2 separate regions of the Mus musculus genome follow, and region 1 is linked to region 2. The links are chromatin contacts, called in public promoter capture Hi-C maps. All regions are on one chromosome and are shown on one strand. Each heading gives the region's core, a stretch centred on a gene start, on an enhancer-like site or on the middle of the called end of the contact. The rest is flanking DNA. Distances are from core to core; before and after follow the strand shown. Region 1 overlaps Rps6kc1 (ribosomal protein S6 kinase polypeptide 1). Region 2 holds the start of Smyd2 (SET and MYND domain containing 2).

Evidence for each region. Promoter capture Hi-C pulls out the DNA fragments that hold promoters and counts their contacts.
Region 1: a contact with region 2 is called in a promoter capture Hi-C map of trophoblast stem cells, with 5 times the contacts expected there. The contact joins the enhancer-like site here to the promoter of Smyd2 in region 2. A contact is called at or near these places in 9 of 39 promoter capture datasets (the 3T3-L1 cell line, the C10 cell line, cranial neural crest and 5 more), 1 of 15 datasets of contacts at CTCF or cohesin (stem cell-derived epiblast-like cells) and 11 of 115 datasets of contacts at active chromatin or transcription factors (acute myeloid leukemia, bone marrow-derived macrophages, cardiomyocytes and 7 more).

The regions. Positions count from the first base shown.
Region 1 is chr1:190,776,563-190,779,262 of GRCm38.p6, forward strand. The region is part of intron 14 of Rps6kc1 (ribosomal protein S6 kinase polypeptide 1); the gene reads right to left. Among named protein-coding and RNA genes, the nearest start is that of Gm39738, 17 kb to the left of the region's middle. Within about 2 kb of position 1,274, at least 12 of the 459 cell types and tissues checked have an H3K27ac peak or open chromatin away from gene starts, as enhancers often do. A contact at or near this core is called in trophoblast stem cells, where this site is marked.
Region 2 is chr1:189,921,010-189,923,709 of GRCm38.p6, forward strand. It overlaps Smyd2 (SET and MYND domain containing 2), which reads right to left and starts at 1,282. Exons shown (of 12, transcript NM_026796.2): 1 at 1,098-1,282. The coding sequence starts at 1,270.

The DNA of each region.
Region 1 (2,700 bases), core at 24-2,523, 860 kb after region 2:
GGCAAGAGTTTTCTTCCACCGTGGTCCAACTCTGTCCCTCTACTAATGCTAGGCAGAGTTACCCTTTGGTATCTATGGGGTCCTGGTTGTAGAGCCTGCATGAATATCAAGACCCATGGGGCTCAAGTCCCTGACAGTGTTTGCAGAAATGTATCGGCATGTCCTCCTATACACTCGAATCATCTCGGAGAACTTTAACTCACAACACAATGTAACCGATACGCACACAGGCCCTGCATGGCACTGTACTGAGAGAGGTGACAAGAAAATCATGCACATAGCTTTCCTTTTTTGAAGCATTGTCTCATACTATGACTCAGATTGGCCTGAAATGACTCAATATGTAGCCCAGGCTGGCCCTGAATTCATGGTAATCCTCCTATCTTGATATTCCACATGCTGAGCTGTGCTGTGTGAACTGCCAAGTCCAGATAGCATAGATTTTAGAATATATACATATTTGGTTTGTTGTTTGAATTTGTGGATGAAGAATGGACTTACACAAAGATATATACATATATGAGTGTGTGCATCTGTGTATGTGATAACAATGCTGTCTCATAATTATTACTACACATTCTGTATCTTTTATAAGAGGTGGGGAAGATGAATAGGAGAAATACATTTAGAGTTGGGTTTTTTTTTAACTTGTCTCTCACTGTACTCTGTTCACTGCATGCTCAGACCTAAGTCCACCACTCCCTCCACCCTGAGAGAGTCCCTAGCTCCTACATGTGCATCCCTGGCTGCCAGTTACTGAGTCATTCTTTTTCTGGTAGTGTCTTTATTTCACCTTTTATGAAAAACACTTTTTCTGAATCCTGGCTGAGTGCTATTCCCTTCCACAGCACGCATGCGCTTACAGTGCCCTCCATTCTTTGTTGGGCTGATGAAGAAACAAGCATTACTGCGCCCCACCCCCACCCCAGCCCCTGGGAACAGTTTTCAGTTTCTCTCTTCCTGGCTCCACATTTTCCCTCTCTTTCTGCCTTCCATCGATCTGCATCAGTGTGTCTGCCTGTGACTCTCGTTCTTCTCTGTGCAGTCTGCTAAGTTTCTTCCATGTTGCTCAGGAAGCCAGGAACATTTTCAGTTGCTATCGCTTCAAGTACTTCTGAGACTTTTCCCTGCTCTGTTTTCTTCTGGAGTCTTGCTTCAGGTACATCGGCACATTTGAAAGGAAAATATTGCCTCTCAGACCCCTCTGGCCCTGTCCACTGTTCTTCACAGATCTGGTCTGTTTCAGACTAGCCACTCCCACTGCCCAAGGCTCCGGAGTCTGTCTCGGATGTGACGCTGCATCCCCAGGGACTTCTTTCTTCCACTCAGTGAACTTCTCAAGCTAGGCCCCAACCTGCTCTCCCTTAAGCTTTCAGTTTGAAACCTACTTAGTTCACAGTTGACACCTTAGTTCTCTGACAATCTTCATAGTGACTTGTGAGTCTTGTTAAGTCCCACATCTGGGGTCACCTAAGACAACGTCCATCAATGGTGCTTTTCTCTGCATCCACTGTTGTGCTTCAGCTAGGTTTCATAACCCAATTTCCTCAAGTTTCTGCCCACAAACTATCATAGCTGTCAGTCTGTTTCTTTGTCTGGTAACCCACTTCAGCCAGCTTTGAAAGTCTGCTGATACACACACCTCACCACACACACACACACACACACACACACACACACACATACACTGCACTATCTGCAATGCACTTCTGACATCTCTGTTTGTTGGTTTTGATTTTAAGCTTAGCCTCCATGTCTCTATAGCTTGCCTGTCAACCAGTTAAGCTTCTGCCCACAGGCAGGAGACTGGCTGTATAACACAGGTTAACTTAGGAACTGACTGTAACTCTATGGAAACCTATCCTTCATTCCTTTCATAAAGAGAAAACAGAGACTCCAAGAAATCAGTAACTTGCTTAAGATTATCCAGGCATTAAGCTGCCAAGTGAGAATTTTAATTTAAGCACATCAACTCCAGAACCCATACCACACCCATAGCATAAAGAGCCTCCAAATGTGTAGCCACAAAGTCTGAGAACCCATTCTTTATCTTTGGTGTTACCAACCACAGAAGAGTGCCGCACACACACTTTTACACACCTAATCCTCTCACTCAGGTGGCAAAGACAGTAGGGCTACTCTAAGTTCAAAGTCGGCCTGGTCTTACAGTTTGAGGCTAGCCAGAGCTTCATGGTAAGGCCCTGTTTCAAAAGTAAACAAACAAACAAACAAACAAACAAAATACTAATAAATTTTTACTTGGAATTATTTTGCTAGCATTGTAAATCAACATAAAACTGTTAATTAAAGCTTTAATTGTTCAAAGAACATTTAGATTAGAAGCTTGTGAAGTGGGGGGTTTTAGATTGTTTTATTTAATATATATGATTGACTGTTTTGCCCGTATGTGTATGTATGTGCCCCATATTTAAGCCAGTTGTCCACAGAGGCCAGAAAAGGGTGTTAGATCCACTGGAATTGAAGTTATAGGTGGCTGTGAGCTGCCACATGGGTGCTGGGAACTGAACACGGGTCCTGTGAAAGAGCAGCCAGTGCTCCTAAGCACTGTCTCCTCTCCAGCCCACTAAGATGTATTTTAAGACTATTATTTTAAACATAATGGAAATATCCAAACTGTATTAAACTCATTTCAAAGACAGCTTCCATCTGCTGACTGAAATATACCAATATTTTAATAAG
Region 2 (2,700 bases), core at 32-2,531:
CAGTTGCAGCAGCCTTTTTAACTTTGGGAAAACCCAATGCTCACTTCACTCAAACGTCGCAAAGTGGTGCCATGACCCTTTAGCTCTTGGCTCGCCAATTCAAAGAGGCACATCACATACAGCCCTTCCGCTGCCCACGGCACGCTTCTGCGTCTAGTTCCTTTCCAGGTCCCCCCCAGCGGAAGACAGTTCTGGCAGGGAGTCCGGCCGAGATTACTCTAATATGCAACCTTTGTCCATTCTTTTGTTGTCTTATTGTAGAACGAGGCGCACGAGTCTGGGAGGCTGAGAGCTTCGTGGAGTGCAGGACTGGGGGCAGCCCGCAAGAGGTACCTGCAGAACCCCAGGTTAGCTTAATCTAGCCCACCATCTCCACTTCAAAGGTGATGACACTGACCTTCAAAGCAAGTCAGGCAGGGTTCCTTCCTCAGGCATCCACAGATGGCCTGGGACAGGCTCAACTCCAAAGCCAGACCCCCTACCTCAGCAAACTTAGGAAGCAAGGAAGTGGGTGGGCGGGACGTGTCAGTCCTGACAGGCCAGGCTCCAGCCCCTAATTAGTGCCTTGTGTATACACAGCTACCCTTCCTCTCTGGGCTTTAGTGTCCCAACAGTAAAATGATCTCTTCTCGGCCTTTAAGATAAAGTGTGTCTGTAAAATGAAGACACAGGGTGGGATGGGGGAATCCCAACGCACCTTCCTGATCCGCAACTACCTTAAGGCTTAGCATGTGGCCGTGGATACAGCATCTACACACTCAGGACATGTATGAAGTAGTACAATCAAATATTCTCCCAACAAACTGTGTCCCCTCATCCCAATCCACGGAGCCCAGTCTCATAGGCGTGTCTGTTCCATAGCTTCCCTCCTCCAGAATGACCGGAAGCGTCCCTGGCTGATCGGGTCATCACTCCCTAGGGGGTGGGGGAGCCGCCCATCTCAGGACAGCTCGGGAGGCCTCGGGACCACAGAGAACCTAAGCTAGAACGGACACGCGTGGGGCGGCGCAGGTCCGGCTGCGGGGCAGGCCGTGGCTCAGCGGACGCGGCGCACGTGGCTCCGCGTGGCCCCTCCCGCCCGCACGGTCCCCGCGTACCTGGCGAAGCAGCACTCGCAGTGGTGGCCCCGCTCGCCCACGGTGAGCACGCAGGCGTAGGCCGGGCAGGAGAAGAGGAGGTCGCCCACGTGGAAGGGCCGCAGCGCGCGGAGCCCCCGGCCCTTGCCCGCACTGCAGAAGCGCTCCAGGCCGCCGCGGGCCTCGGCGCGCATGCTGGCGGCGCTGCGGCTGCGCGCTGCGGGGCACGCGCGTCACGGGAGGGAGGGAGGGAGCGAAGGCAGGTCTGCCGCGGCCGCCGGCCTTCAAGGAACTCGGCGCTCTGCTCGGGGCGGGTGCTGTGCCCTGGCCGCGCCCCGGAGCGCGGGGCGGGAGGGCGGTGCGCAGGGCGCGCGCACGGGAGTCCGCCTGCACCCGCCAGGCTGCGCTGCCCGGTGAGGAAGGCTGGAGTCCCAAGCCACCCAGGCCACCACCCGCTGTGCCCGCAGACAGCGTCCCCACTAAGATCCCGGGTGGTGGAGCAGGGAATGAATGAGTGTGGTTTGCAGTTGAGCTGTGCGTGCTAAAAAACACAGTTCTCACCTCCCAGGGAACTTAGAGAGAGTTCATTCTGGAGCCAATAGGAGGGGTCATGGCCAGGTTTGGGTTACCCCAAAGTCTACGTTCCAACGTTGTAACAATTTGATTAAAAAAAATTCCATAATAACAGAAAAAGAAAGTCATAAATCAAGACGTCAAAAATATGTCGGTGGGACCCCCCAGGTAGGCTGGCTGCAGAAGGGAGGGAACCTCAGCTACAGGCCTCAGATGCAATCTGACTGCACTCTCAATGTATGGCTTGATTATGTTCCAGGCGGTTTTACCTGTTATTCACGAGCTGGTAGGTTAGACACAGGATAGGCAACGGGTAGCTATTAAGGGAACTGGAGAGGGCCCAAGGAAAACTGCCAATAAGCTCCAGACATTGCAGCCTCTCCGCAAAGGTTGAAGTTCAAGTCGGTTAATTAGCTTTGCAGAAAGAGGGTCAGTGCCAGCTGCAGGTTTGTTTTTTTTTTCTCTCCAGCTTTCGTTCACAGGGCAAATCATAGAATGGGGGATTTGGAACCCGTGAATAAAATTTCTTTAGTGATAATATGAATAAGCCTTCCTCCAAGGAAAGGGCACCGTGGGTATGGGTTCTTTGGCCCATTTTTATTTTTTATTATTACCCTTTTTTTTTGTAAGTATGAGTGCATGTGTGCGAGCATACCCCTGTATGTGTGCTGGAAACATGTGTAGAGGTCAGAGGGCAACTTGCAGGAGTGGGTTCTCACCTTTTACCACATGGGGCCTGTGTCTGATTTGTCTGTCAGGTTTGGTGGTAGGTGCCTTTATACTCTGAACTATCTTGTAGGTCCATGTATCCATTTTAGTAACCATGGACATCACTGGACTATAAACTTGGACAAAGTGTAGGCCTGGATCCTTCAATTCCACGTAATAATAACCCTTCATTACTGGGTACCATTGAGCTAATGTGCTTATTTAACACATCTTGCTTACCTTAAAATAGGTGTAAGATTTGGGAAACCCTCTTCCATACCCTACTCACCTGTGACAAGCAACATTCTCAGGTAGGTTTGTGCCTAGAGCCCACTCTGCCGTC